2 separate regions of the Mus musculus genome follow, and region 2 is linked to region 1. A link is a contact called in public HiChIP or PLAC-seq data. All regions are on one chromosome and are shown on one strand. The core of a region is the stretch at or near the end of the contact, and the rest is flanking DNA. Distances in the headings are between cores, read along the strand shown.

Evidence for each region. HiChIP or PLAC-seq counts read pairs in DNA pulled down with a chosen protein or histone mark.
Region 2: an H3K27ac HiChIP or PLAC-seq map of embryonic stem cells shows a contact between it and region 1, with 4 times the contacts expected there. The contact joins two enhancer-like sites. A contact is called at or near these places in 1 of 15 datasets of contacts at CTCF or cohesin (the NIH/3T3 cell line), 2 of 484 Hi-C or Micro-C datasets (bone marrow-derived macrophages and embryonic stem cells) and 4 of 115 datasets of contacts at active chromatin or transcription factors (embryonic stem cells and trophoblast stem cells).

Annotation. Positions count from the first base shown.
Region 1 is chr10:95,592,613-95,600,181 of GRCm38.p6, reverse strand. No RefSeq gene overlaps it. Among named protein-coding and RNA genes, the nearest start is that of Nudt4, 32 kb to the right of the region's middle. Within about 2 kb of position 4,666, at least 40 of the 459 cell types and tissues checked have an H3K27ac peak or open chromatin away from gene starts, as enhancers often do. A contact at or near this core is called in embryonic stem cells, where this site is marked.
Region 2 is chr10:95,861,527-95,869,095 of GRCm38.p6, reverse strand. All of the region lies in intron 3 of Gm33377 (a long non-coding RNA gene), which reads right to left. Among named protein-coding and RNA genes, the nearest start is that of Gm33543, 22 kb to the right of the region's middle. Within about 2 kb of position 4,160, at least 57 of the 459 cell types and tissues checked have an H3K27ac peak or open chromatin away from gene starts, as enhancers often do. A contact at or near this core is called in embryonic stem cells, where this site is marked.

The DNA of each region.
Region 1 (7,569 bases), core at 3,417-5,916:
ATCTTCTGAGGGTAGGTAAAGGAGACCCTGAGGTCAGAAGTCTGTATAGGCAAAGAAGTGGGTATACAGAAAGCATAGGCTAGAAGTCGGTTGGATTATTCTATGTAAAACCAATTCAAAGAGCCAAATAAAGAGAAATGAAAGTTGCAGAGAAAATGGGAATTGCTATTTTAGATGAATCCCATATGGGTTAGTCTCTTAATTTACTTAAAGCAGATGGCTGGCCCAGGACAGACCAATTTATTACCATCCTGTCATTTGGAACCTCGATTTCCTTGGGTTCCTAAGCAACTCTAAGGGAAATGCCAGATTGCACAAAAGTTCCTGAAGAGATCGTGCGAGCCCCGCCCCTCTGAAAACACCTTGATTTCTCAAAATCACTTATCCTTCACCACAGCTGCCGATTCTGGTCTCTTGCTTGAGGCAGGGAATGGCGGGGCACACCTGTGATCCTAGCGCTTGGCGTTCGGGGGCACAGGAAGATCTGTTCAAGGCCAGCCTAAGCTACATGGAGTTTGAGGCAACCTGAGCTACATGAGCATCTCTCTCTCTCTCTCTCTCTCTCTCTCTCTCTCTCTCTCTCTCTCTCTCTCTCTTTCTCTCTCTCATGGGGGAGAGAAGATGAAGAAAGAAGGTGAGGTGGCAGCCTGGGAAATTAAGTCTCCAAGTCAGCAAAGCCTACCTAACAAGCTGAGGAATACTTGCCCTTACAGACAAGGGTAGGGAACTTGGATGCCTATGATAGAAGAGAGGATTAAAAGAGAGAGAGAGAGAGAGAGAGAGAGAGAGAGAATATGAATGAATGAATGAATGAATGAATGAATGAATGAATAGCTATGTGCCAGGCCATGAAAGAACTGTCCCTAACCTTCTTCTCTACCTCATGGGATTCGTAAAGATCTGAGATGTCACCAATGAGTAGTGACAGTGTTGTGGATCAGCTCACAGATCTGTCACAGTGTAAGAAGGCTACTAGCTTCCAGGAAGTGGATGAGCAGGCCTTTAATGCCAGCACCCAGGAGGCAGAGGCAGGCAGAACTCTGTGAGTTCAAGGCCATCCTGGCCTACTGAGCGAGTTCCAGGACAGCCAGGGCTACAGAAAAACTATGTCTAGAAAATAAAAAAACAAAAAAGAGAGGAAAAAGAAAGAGAGAGGGGGGGAGGGAGAGAGAGAGAGAAGAGAAGAGAAGAGAAGAGAAGAGAAGAGAAGAGAAGAGAAGAGAGAGAAGTAGTGAGAAGAAGGAAGGAAGGAAGGGAGGGAGGGAGGGAGGGAGGGAGGAAGGAAGGAAGGAAGGGAGGAAGGGAGGAAGGGAAGGAAGGAAGCTACTTGTCAGAAACATGAAGCAAGCTGTGATTGCCAGAATGAGGGTAAGTTCCCTGTTGCATGGCCTGTGACCAGAGTATCAGATGTAAAGTTAACTAACCTAGAAGCTAACTCATCACTAACTTAGTGATTGCTACATGCCGAGCAGAGGGATGGAATGGCTCGGATACGGCTGGAGTGTGTGCGCCCATGCATTTCATCTTCAGGAATCCTATGGAGACATTGGACATTACCAGAAGGGTTGAGCACTCACGGCAAGAGACAGGGACCACGGTGAGATGACTCTGTAGGAGGGGATAGAAGAAAGGGCGAATCTTTGAGATAGACCTGAAAATGCCTGAAAAACGTGGGGCCTGGTGGGGTAGGTTGAGGTGGGACAAGAGTGATCAGCAGCTAGCTCGGGCAAACTCAGTCCAACCACACAGACCTTGACTAAGCGTTTTTCTTGGTGGAAGGGAAGGATAAAAGTTGAAAAGATAAGGCAGTGCCCTAGGGCCAAGGACCTGGATCAGTCTGGGGAGTGCATGCTGGGTAAGGGTGAGGACTTGAGTCCTCAGCATCCATATAAAAAGAAAGGTGTGCCGGTGTGTACTCATAATCCCGACACCTGGGAGGGGAAAGGGCAATCCCCAGGGCTCGCTGCCAGCCAGTCTATAGCCATCTGCATATGCGCGTGCGTGCGTGCTGCTGCGTACACAGGGCCTAACCTCAGTGAGTTTACATCTAGTAAAGTACTTCAACAAAAGAAGAGGAAACGCAAGGCCCTGGACTCTAAACACACTCCGAGCTCCAAGTCTTCCTACATAGCACGCTTTCTTTGGACCTTAACAGCAGTGAAGGCCCACAGGAGCCCATGACTAGAAGCTGCTGACCTGGGCAAGGGGACTGGATCAGACCTAGGACCTGGGCTGCGCTCGCCATTGGTCAGAGGCACTTCATTTGGCAGCAGGCAGCAGTCAATGCTGAAATGACTTAGCCCGTGTGAGCGGAGGATACACTGAGTGCTCGGCCCGGAATAGGACATCTTTCTTAACACATCACCCCACTCCACCCCCAACACTACCACCAAGTTTCAGAGGAGGGGGCAGAAAGAATGAGAGAGCAGACGATAAAGGGAGTGTTCTGAAATCCTGTCTTCTGGACTTGACATGACTACAGGGCTCTCAAACCCACAGAGGCCAGCGTGAGGTCAGCCCTGCCAAAATGGCAGCATAGACTGGGGAGTCTCCAGACGCTGCCCCTTACTGAGGAGCTGTGGGCAGTTGTTCACTGATGAGGAGAGAGGCTGATTGATTGATTGATTGATTGATTTGTATGTGTGGCCACTGGCAAGTTGCTCATGCTCCTGTGAATGGCCCCGTAACCATACCCACGTGGGCAGCACTGAGTTCGTGTGTGTGTGTGTGTGTGTGTGTGTGTGTGTGTGTGTGTGTGTGAGGTGTGACATCTATCCTATATATATGTCAGAAAGTTGGAAGGGACTCTGTTGGAGTGAAATGTGAAGGAAGTTGGGGTGGAGAAATGGGGGGGGCAGGTTGATATGATCATGTCTCATTGTATATGTGTATGAATTTCTCAAGAATAAAGAAAAATTAAAACAAAGAAGAAGAACAGTGATTAGTGTTGGCCTGGGAAGACTGTCATGAAGAATGAAATGTTCGTGTATTACGATGTCTAACCCAGCCAAGTGTGCACACTGGTAAACCTAGCTCTTGGGACGCTGACGAAGAGCCTGCAAACCTGAGGCTAACCTGGGCTATCTATACACTGAATACCAGGCCAGCCTAGGCTATTTATACCCTGAATACCAGGCCAGCCTAGGCTATCTATACACTGAATACCACCAGGCCAGCCTAGACTATCTATACATTGAATAGCAGACCAGCCTGGGCTATCTATATATTGATACTGGGCCAACCAAAGCTACACAATAAGATTGATTTTTTTCCCCAAAGGAAACATCAAACATAAAATGTGTAGCCCTATAATAAAGTAAAATTTTCATTTTCCTTTATTCTCCCCACACATACCCCATCATCCTTCACCCAGCCCCCTTCCTTTTTTCTTTCTTTTCAGTATTTTTATTTATTTTTTTCTTTGTCAATTTTACACATGCACAATAGATCTTGATCAAATTCCTGCCTTTCCCACTGCATGTCTTCATATATACACATATACACAGTGTATGTGTGTGTGTGTGTGTGTGTGTGTGTGTGTGTGTGTGTGTGTAACACCTACTGAGTCCAAGTCCAACTCAGTTTGCTTGACTTGGGGTGGAGGCTGGAATGTAGGCCAGGCTGGCCTCAAGCTGAAGCTGACCCTGAACTCCTGTTGTCTCCCTTTACTTCCTGAGTGTTGGCTACAGACAAGCACTATCACTCCCAGCTCCTGCGGTGTTTTGTTTTGTTTTGTTTACTCAATAGCCAGCAGAACAGAGCCTGCCCTTCCCCCAACACCTGTGGAAAACAGGCCACCGCTCGCAGGGCTCTATCCAAAACAGGCTGAGAAAATAGCACAACCTGCCTGCCTCTGCAGAATCCACCTACTTTCTCAATAAATATTTACTCAGCCCCTACTGTGTGCTCTGGAACATTATCTTCTCTGTGGATCCTAGGGCCTCCTTTATCTCTCTAGTCCCCTCCTTACCAACCCAACAGGAGTCCCGCTTACAATCTATTCACTGTCCTTCAGCCAGGGTCCCAACCCTGTCCTCCAGAAGGGACTATTGTCCTCCCGGCTCTGGCTTTCCCTCTTTCTTTGAAGCTTAATTTCAATGTCCTTAATCTGTTCATTGTTCCAGCTCCTCTCCTGCTGTCTCTCTTTGCTAATGTCTGACCTCAGCTAACTGGCACAACAGCCTCTGAATAGAGCAAACGGGATTGAAGGAATGTAACCTATTTGCCTGAGATGATCTAACCAGCGAGTGCTCAGAGTGAGCCAGTTCTATACCGTAGTCATTGTACTAATAACAGGAAGCCCTTGAAATTGAGGTGACAGGAAAGCTGCGGTATTAGTAATGATTGGGGGCTAAAAACTGACTATGAGGGCCTGGGGATAGAGCCTAGTTCTTCCCTAGCATGTGCAAGGAAGGCCCTTGGTTCAACCTTCAATCACATGCGCGCGCGCGCGCACACACACACACACACACACACACACACACACACACACACACAAGGAATAGATGCGGTAGGGTAGGAAGTCATTGGAATAGGAAAACATTTGGATTTGTAATCAACCAGAAGACACACCTGTGTCTCTGAGGAGAGGCTTACCTGTGTTTCCAGAGAGGCTTAACTAAGGGAGGGAGAACCACCCTGAATATGCGTGGCACTACCCTTTGGACTTGAGTCTCGGGCTGATAAAAGGAGACCGGTCCAGGAGCCGCATCCCAGTCCTAATACCATGCCTTCTCACTGTGACAGGATGCACCCTCAGATTGCAAAACAGATAAAACCTTAAGTCGCTTTTGCTGAGTTTTTTAATCACATCAATGAGAAAAGTACAGACTCCAAGGCCAGATACTGGAAAAAAATCATAAAAGAGGGCTGGAGAGATGGTTTGCTCAGGGTTAAGAGCACTGGCTGCTCTTCCAAAGGTCAGGGGTTCAATTCCCAGTACCTACATGGTGGTTCACAACTGTCTATAATTGCAGTTTCAGGGGATCTGACACCTTGGAGGCAGAACTCCAATGCACATTAAAAATAAACAAACAAACAAGCCTAAAGAAGAAAAAGCATGAACGAACGCATGGCCCATCGGGAAGATGAATCTGGAGCTAAAAATCTTTACAGAATGAGGGATTGTTGTGAGAGAAAGCTACTACTTACTACTGGGAGCTAGTTGACCTTGGGCGGGGGGGGGGGGGGGGCAAAACATAGTAGGGGAAATATTCTGGAAGCCATAATGAAGATACCCACTTATTTACAAACCCATCATTTAAGGAGTGTAGAAGAAGAAATGCACCCCTCCACCCCCCAGCTCGCACACACCACTAAGTGTTCCCCGAGATAGCCAGGTCTCCATTGTGGAAAGATCAGCACAAGAGTGTCTGGGAATGTCCGTTGCTGTGAGGAAGCTGCTGAGGCCCCTCCACGCAGTGACCGGAAGCACACTGCTGCTCTCGGAAAGGACCCGAGTTTGGTTCCCTAGCATCCACATCAAGCAATTCCAAACGTCTTAGAACTCTAGCTGCATGGAGATCTGATGCTGAGCGACATCTCGGCTAGGCTCAGCCCCACAGTTACCTGGCAACAGCCAGGTGTGCGGGACTCACTATAAAAGGGGCTGCTTGCCCTATCCTCACTCTCTTGCTCTCTTCTCTTCTCCTCTTGCTCCCTTACCCCATCCTCCCCCACGTGCTCCTGGCGGGCCTCTCCTCCTCCTCCTCCTCCTCCTCCTCCTCCTCCTCTTCCTCCTCCTCCTCCTCCTCCTTTCTCTCTCTCTCTCTCTGCCTTTGTCTCTACTACCCCCTCAACTTCCCTTCCCATGCCCTAAATAAACTCTATTCTATACTATACCATCGTGTAGTTGGTCCCTCAGGGGGAAGGGATGCCTCAGCATGGGCCCGCAGAGGCACCCCTTTCCCCCATACTATACTGCACCTCCACCAAACATATTCCTTCCTTCTTATCTTTTTATAAAACAGAACACACATACCCACACCCAGACATACATGTCGTTAAAAATAAAGTCTTGGGAGCTGGAGAGATGGCTCAGCAGTTAAAAGCACTGACTACTCTTTCAGAGGTCCTGAGTTCGATTCCCAGTATATGGTGGCTCATAACCATCTGTAATGGGATCTGATGCCCTCTTTTAGTGTGTCTGAAGACAGTTATGGAGTATTCTTACAAACAAAACAAATACATCATTTTTGAAAAATGTCTTTAAAAAGAAAGAAAGCTATTGGGATAACGAGATAAGGAGATGTATAAGGCCATGTGAGGATCAGACTCCAGTGTTCGGCAGTGACCTTGGTTGGGATGAACAGAAAGAAAGGACATGATGGGATTGGTCCCCAGATCCAGGGCAGAGGGCAGCGCTATACAACTGTGGAATGTGAGAAGTGGGATGCTTCAAGGCAGCTGTGAACTCATAACCTACAGGAAGACAAGGCATAGCACTCCAGAAAAACACACACTTCGAATCATAGCACAGAAGTCTGCAGGGAGAGGGGTCTTCCAAATCAGATAAGGAGAATCATAAAATGATTTTTTTGAAGAGATGTAATAGAAATCCATAAAACTATCACCCACACCAGAAGATCATGGAGAATCCAGGTGTGGTGGTATGGAGTGGAGACAGAAGGGTCCTGAGTTTTAGGTCAGCCTGGAATTTAATGGCATGTGTTACTTTTCTTTTGCTGTGATGGAATATCATCACCAAAAGCAACTTACAGAAGGAAGATTCTATCTGCCTTTCAGAACAGAGAGATGGCGCCTGTCATGGCAGACAGATAGAGCGAACAGCACGCATGGCAGCAGAAGCAGGGGGCTGGGAGCTCACCTTCTTAAACTACAGGCATCAAGCAGAGAGAGCAAACTAGAAGCAGAGGCTTTAAACTGAGGGCCACCTCCAGTGATGGACCTCCTGCAGCAAAGCCGAACCTCCTAAGGCACCCCCCACCCTCCCACCCCTCCACCCTCCCACCCCCCCAACCCCCTCACCCACCCCCCCCAAACATTTATCTCTATCACCTGGGGCGTGAGCGGTCAGCTACCTGAGCCTGTAGAAAGCACCTTTCTCATAAAATACTCCCAGGAAAACCTATCTGAAACAAAGACATGTTTGCTTTACAACAGAGTCTTTCTATGAGTAGAGCATAAGTTAAACTGGTTATGTAATATTTTATTCACAATGTTTAAATAGCCATTGCTCTTGCTAGAGTAAGACTTATTGCTTGGTGCTGGGGGAACTTTGCAAGATTTAACCAGCACCAAGAAGTATTTTATCTTTGCTATATGTTATAAAGTTCTAAATGGATGTATGTTAGAGATTTTCTGAATCTCAAAGTCTAATGATGGAATTAGGACTGTAGCTCACTCAGTAGAGTGGTTGCTTACAAAGCCCTGGGCTTGGTGCCCAGCACTATATAAACCAGGTGTGGTAAGAAATGTCCGTCAATCCGGCACTTAGAAGGATTATAGCAGGAGGTTCAGGAGTTCAAGGTCATCCGAAGATGCCAACTTGAGGCCAATCTAGAATACTTGAGAACCTGAAAGGATGGATGGATGGATGGGTAGGTGGGT
Region 2 (7,569 bases), core at 2,911-5,410, 270 kb before region 1:
AGAAGGGAGACGGAGAGGGGGAGAGGGTGGGGGAGGGAGATCTCGAGTGCCCAGTTGTGGTAGTACACACCTATACCTCTAATCCTCAGAAGGCTGAAGCTGAAAGACCACAAGTCAGATGACAGCATGAACTACAGACTTGTGTGAGCTCTTGGCTCACATAACCAGCAAAAAACCAACATGACATTAAATTGCAATAGGTAAGTCATAACAATTGTTCAGTAGTTAGTTCATCTAACTACGTCTCAGTGACAAGCCTCCAAAAACTGTCAGTAAAATCTTTGATCACTGTGAAGGCTGAAGGCCCTGGCTGTCCACCGCAAAGCAAGTTTCAGTATGCAGTCAATGCTGTGCCTTCCCGTTTACAGACTAAGTGCAGATTATCCCAAACCATTTCCATCTCCACTGCACTAACACATCAACAGAAACCCCCTGCTGCAGACGAAATGCTGGCAGTCAGGGGGATTGCTTTGATGACACAGCTCATTAAAACAGAGGAGACAGCATGGACCAAGAAAAGGAATTTGCTTCTAACGAGGCTAAATCAGATGTATCTGAGTTGGGGCATGGGCTGAAAGAAGAGGACCCAATCTGTGCCTGTTGAGCATCTTTGGAAAGCTCTAGAGCAGAGCAAAACTGTACATATGCTCAAAACATTTACAAGTACGATACGCAAATCACAAGGAAATTATTTTCACACATCAATGGAACGGCTCCCTTTCATAACAGAACATACAGGGAAACAACCACTACATGCGAAGCACGCTCCCATGAATTCAAAGCCTTGGGTACAAATCATAAGAACCATCTGATCTACTACAGACCGTACGTGCAGTCTTCACTATTGTACAGGGGACCCAGCAGGAGCAAAAACATCAGTACAAACACAGGCACAAATGGAACCACAACCCAACAAAAAACAACTACACAAAGAACTCCATAGGTTCCTGGTCAATGAGAAATGCGGGTTCTGAAGCATTTTGTTATTTGTTGCTACAGAGCAATGCTGGATTCTAGCTTTCTTTCCCGATTTGGCATTTAAAGCATCAGGAAAGCTGTAGTTGAAGAGAACAACATTTTACACATTGATTATGTGGGACACAAACAAATATTAACAATTTGTAATGTACACAGAATTTAACTCTTCTTCTATTCTGTATTTGGAATGACTGCAGTCTTTGTTTAGTGGTTCCCAGACTTAAATTGGGGCTGGTGGGACAGTAGGAATGCCCAGAGGAATCAAGAGAGCCAACAGAGTTGCCAAAGTATTCATTTTGCCAACAATAACAATAACAAAAGGCTACCATTTCAGAGAGGAAAGTATATTTCAACACCAATAAAAAGGGAAGTTCCTAGTTTCAAAACAAGAGAGAGCTCTTCCCAAGAAATACATTGGTTAATCACAGAGAGTTCAAAACAATATCATTATAGTTTAATATAAATACAGAAACACAAAGACTTCAAAGACAGCCATCGAATGGATATCGAGAATTCCATTCCAGCTAAGGCTACACTGTGAGACTCTGTCTCAAAAATAAATAAATAAAGTGAAATATAAATACATAAAATAGAGAGAGAATAATTGAGGAAGACACCCAATATTGACTCTGACATCAATATGCACATACATACATGTATACATGCATTTCCCTAAATGTGCTCACTCTTGTACATACACATATGCACAAATCAAAAAATTCTGTCTCATATGAACGAGAGTGAAAATACTCATCTTGACACTGTGTATCGGACAGATGCTCTACTTACTGTACTGAGAGAAAACCTCGACTATTTGAATATCCTTGAAACTGTCAAGACAAGCTAAGAAACAAAGAAACATCAGCTCCCATGTCCCCAAGTCTTTTTCTTTACTTGGCAAGTAGGAAGGTAAGCAGAGGAAGGTAAGCCAGAGAACAAGCCCACGGCTCCCCGTGAAGTCCCACTATCATCCCATGGCTCCCCGTGAAGTCCCACTATCATCCCATGGCTCCCCGTGAAGTCCCACTGTCATCCCATGGCTCCCCGTGAAGTCCCACTGTCATCCCATGGCTCCCCGTGAAGTCCCACTGTCGTCCCATGGCTCCCCGTGAAGTCCCACTGTCGTCCCATGGCTCCCCGTGAAGTCCCACTGTCGTCCTATGGCTCCCTGTGAAGTCCCACTATCATCCCATGGCTCCCTGTGAAGTCCCACTATCATCCCATGGCTCCCCGTGAAGTCCCACTATCATCCATGGCTCCCCGTGAAGTCCCACTGTCGCTTCACACTTTCAAGCAGACAACATCATGATGGCCATTCCTGCCTTTGAGCGGGAAGCTGGGAGTTTCTACAGAAGGGGTTCCGAAGTCAAGTAAAAACTTCCTCCCTAGCAGGCCATGGTGGCACAGGACCAATAATCCCAGCATCGGGAAGATAGAGGAAGGATTGAAAGTTCAAGACCAGCCTGGGCTACATGGTGGTGAGTTTCAGGCCAGTGTGGGATGCACAGCAAACCCTCGTCTTAAAATGAATTTAAAAAAAAAAAAAAAAGAAAAAAGAAATAAATAAAAAGTGAAAGTTCTGAAGCTTCACAGAGAGAAGAAATGAGCAAATGCTCAGGCTACTAGATGAGAAGAATATGAAAAAGGATTTCATTTATACAACTATATTTTAAAAATTATGATTGTGTATATTGTGATGAAGGATGTGTGTGTGTAAGAGAGAGACAGAGACAGAGACAGAGACAGAGAGAGATCTGGACAGAGGTGGGTACACTCGCTTGGTTCACGTGTAGAGTTGGCTCTCTAGACCTCTACCCTGATTCTAAGAATTGAGCTCAAGTCTTCAGGCATGTGCAGCAAGCCCCTCTACCTACTGAGCCATCTTACTGGTCCAAAATTGTATCTTTAAAAAGCTGGACATCATTAGGTAAATCTAGTAATGAAAGCAAGTTAGTATATATCTCAGGCCACTTGCTGTTGCTATAACTGCGCACTGCAGACAAGGCTACTTTAGAAAGAATAAAGGTTTGCTTCGCTCCTAGCTTAGGAGGCTGTGACCCCAGGCAGGGGCTGGTATATGGAAGAGCCCTCTTGCTGCTTCCTGCTGTGGTTGTTGGAAGTCATCACAGGGTCAGATAGAGCAAGCCTGCTAACTCAGAACTCTCTCCTCCCCATGCTGTTCTACCACTGCAGGGCCCTCAGAATCATGAGCTCATCCTAGCCTAACTATTTTCCAAAGAACCCACCTCCTAAAACCACTGATGTCTGCTTCTAAGATGTGAGCTTCAGGAGACACATTCAATCCACACTACTGTGTTGATATCTGCTGTGTAGAAATTAGTTACTTCTGATTGTATTTATCCAAGGCAGTAGTTTAACAAGCACATTAGTCTACAGGCACATTTTTGCTAATTTTAGAAGATAAATATAAACACACACACATACACTCACTCACACACACACATATACACACATACATGCACACACACACACTCATACACACACATATAAACACATACATGTACACACTTATATACACATGCATGCACTCACATACATACACATAAACTCACACGTAGGTATACACACACTCACACATGTAGGTATACACATACACACACAGAGACACGCATATACACACATACACACATGTGGACATATACACACACGCATAGGTATACACATACCCATACACACATACACATGCATACACACACTCATGCACATAAACACACACTCACATGTACACACATACACACAGGCAAACACACATGCATACACACACACATGATTACATACACACATTCACCCATATACACACACAGACAGACACACATACACACATGTGTGCACACGCACATGCACACACACGCCATCCAAGAGACGAACAGTTGCAGAATGAAATACACTCAGACATTTCCAATTGCGTTTGGGGCCCCGGTTCAGTTCACCCCTTGCCCCTCTGTTCCAGCCTCTTTCGCCTTCCATCTCTTTCCATTTTATTTTTCTCATCGTGTTTTGACAGGTGAAGTTGCTCGTGCAAAAGCCATGTAATAAAATACAGGAATGCCACCTTTGCCTCCCTTGCCTGCTGCCGCAGAGCGTGTGAAGCCTGTGCCCTCTACCCTTCAGAGGAGTGCTGGAGTGGCAGGAGGCTCATGGAGCTGGAATGCTGTCTGTCTCTCTCTGGCCTCTCTGCCCGGAATGTGCTCCCCACCCTAATCTCCACTGAGACCAGTGTGCAAGCACTAGAGGCTTCAGCCAGCACAGACATGACACAGCAAGGGGGACAGAGGCTGGAGGCTGCAATCAGCCCATCCTATTTATTTAACTGCAAACTTTGTTCTTTAGTTTTTATAAAAAGCTTCATTGTTACATTGAATCCAAAGGAATTTAGCCTTTAACCTGCAGTTTCCAACTCCTGGTGCTAGCAAACTTTCTTTTCTGATAAGGGGACCGCCTGATGGAATTTTCTTCTTTTCTCTCTCATCCTGAAGGTGGGGCAACCCACTGAGATGTCTTTTGGACCTCGATTCTTATCAACTAAAATAAACACAAGGGCTCTCTGGTAATATATCCACGCAACAGAAGCTCCTGGTGTAATAAAACACAGAACATACAAAGAACGGGATCAACAGGCTTTAGTTTAGGGGTGTGTATGTGTGTGTGTGCGTGCGCACCTATGTATTTTCTACATTTCCCAATCTATCTAATTATTTTCTTTCTCCATCTGTTCCTAAGAGCCCTTTACTTATTGTAGGAAATTTCATACATTGATATAGTGATTTTAGGTAGTTTTCATGCCCCATTCCCCTCTCATCTTTCCAACAAACCTCATACTTCAATGTCTCCAAGGCTCAGAGAATATAGTACCAAAGAGGAGACAGAAAGACTCTAACAGCCAAGTAGTTATTTTATTTTTTTAAAAAGGCACAGGTTTGTTTTGTTTATCTTCATCCATATAGCCAGAACATGGTCCTTCATTTTCCTCTAAGGATCACAGTGGAAAAGGCTCAAGCCCTTTGTAATGACTGGGTGCCTATATCCCTGCCAATTTATACTGAAATCTTTATATTCCCCACCCCCTACAAACACACACAGGTGATGGTATTTGGGGGGGGGGGGCTTTTGGATGTCATTAAGTCGTGAGGAAGCCACTTTCCTAAATAAGACTCTTATAAAAGAGACCTGATTCTACTGTGGAAGTCAAGTGAGAGGCGGTGCCCCTCATCAGATACTGGGTCTCCTGGGATAGTAATCTGTATTATGTGTGTGTGTGTGTGTGTGTGTGTGTGTGTGTGTGATGAAGTTTGTCAGCTCTAGAAGATGAAGATATTCCTCCCATTGCTGTTTTTCACTGAAAGCTTGAGAACCAGGATCAGTTATGGGACCAGTTGCGCATGGCAGTGCTGGACAGAGAAGAAAGAGAAGTAGGCCAGAAGGGTTCTCCCTGTCACTCCTGGAGGAGGGTTCTCCTAAACTGACTTCACCAGGTCTTCATCCTCCTTAGAACCCTAGTTCCTACCTAATTTATTGAGTAAGATACGTGTGTATGTGTGTGTGTGTGTGTGTGTGTGTGTGTGTGTGTGTATTAAACTGATGGCCTGGGTTTTGTTTCCTTTTTCAACGCGTGTATGTATGTGCATGTATGGCATTGTGTATGTGAGTGGATGTGTTTGTGTGACTGTTGTGAGTGTGGAGGCCAGAGGACATCCTCAGAAACTCTGGAGAAAGTATCTGGCCAGGAAGCTCCAGAAATCCTCCTGCCTCTGCCTCCTCAGTGCTGGGATCACAAATGCACACCATGGTCCTGCGCAACTTCATGCGGGTTTGGGAATTGAACTCAGGTCCTCGTGCTTGTGAAACAAGCATTTTACCAACTGAGCTAACCCACCCCATGACCCTGCTTTTGTTTGCCATTGTATAACAAGTTGTCACGAACAGCCACTTGAAACAGTTTTTCCTGATTACATCTTAACTCTTATGGGTCCATTATCTTAGCTAAAACCTCTTCTTCAAGCCTTAGCAGGATGAAAACAAAGATGCAGCTGATCAAGTTGGCATCCTCAGCTGAGAAGGACTTGCCTCTGTAATTCCCCAAGTTACTGAATTTACTTCCTTGCTATTAAAGTCATAGTAAGTAGACTCACTTCTTTGGAATCTGCTGTTGCCTCTGAGACCTCCGAGTGGGTCCACTAGGAAGGAAGAGTATCACATGACTTTATACAATCACTGGAGTCACACCTCATTCCTGCGGTTAGAGGCGAGCCAGGGGTTCTATCTACCTATACTCTGAGCAAGCACTTCACAAAGGTGAGCATTCTGGAGCAGAGATCTTGGGGGTGTGCTGTAGACTCCCTGGGAACCACACCCTTTTGCTTTATCCTTCCTCCAATGGACAGCATAGAGTCATAGAATCAGCTTTTGATAAAGTGAAAAAAGATATTTTACAAACATACACCGTAACACACAGGTAAAATAAATTCAGCTGGTTTTCCTAGTGGCTAATGGCATAAGAAGTTGACACCAGGCAGCCATGACTTTAGAGCCCTGATTCCCAGCTCAGTAGCCGTTTGACCTTATTAAGTCTCAGCTCTGACCTTTAAGATAGGAATAACTCTTTGTGTTTATTGTGAGAATTAAGTCACACAAGATCAATAAAGCACTTGGGAAATGTGTGCAGTACAAGTGTTCCATAAATGGTTACTTTAGTATCCAGGTAAGAGCCCAAGGTAACTCAAACAAGGTTCAGTTGAGTATCCACTCTAAATACAGAGCACTGAATTGCCAGAGAGGGGCTCCCTTTCTGAGGCCTCAGAGGGTTGGCTTCAGGCAAATCACAAACCTGTTGGTCTGTCTAACTTCCTGGAAGACTCTAATAGGCATCTCTAGCCCAGCTTCTCCTTTGTCTTCAAATTTGCAATGTCAGGTCCTTACAGATCACCAAACTTCATAATGGCATTCTTGGGGGAGGGTAGGGTATCTCTACCTAGCCTGTTCCCACTCCTTATATTCCATGGGCCAAAGCAAGTCAGTGGCCCGTGCCACTTCAAGGAGGACAGGAAGGGCCATTCTGTCATGAGCTTGGACATGTCACAACCGGTCACAGCATGATGACTGCCACAAATGCCAAAGGACAAATAGGTATTTTTAGGGCAACATATGAATGTGTTCTTGAAGAGAATAGAGCACTAGTGACCTTTGTTATTTTCCTACAGCAACTTCTTCCTGATGTAGCATATCTCCATGAGGGCCTTCAGAAATGCAGGCATCCCAATAGAAAACTGGGTGTCATGTGAGACTTCTAACAATGAGAGCAGGGTTGTCTCTGTTGCCTGCCTTTGGGATCCCCCCCCCCCCACACACACACACACACACCCGGGCTGCCTCACCTAGCCTCAATAGAAGTTGTACCTAGTCTTACTGCAGCTTGATGTGCCAAGTCGATCTCCATGGGCGCTCCCCTCTTCTGAAGAGAAAGGGAGGAGAGTGGAGTGTGAGGGAGGCCTGGGAGGAATTGAGGGAGGGGAAGTTGTGGTCAGGGTGTAAAGCAAATAGATAAGTTTAAAAAAAAGAAAAAAGAGGACCAGT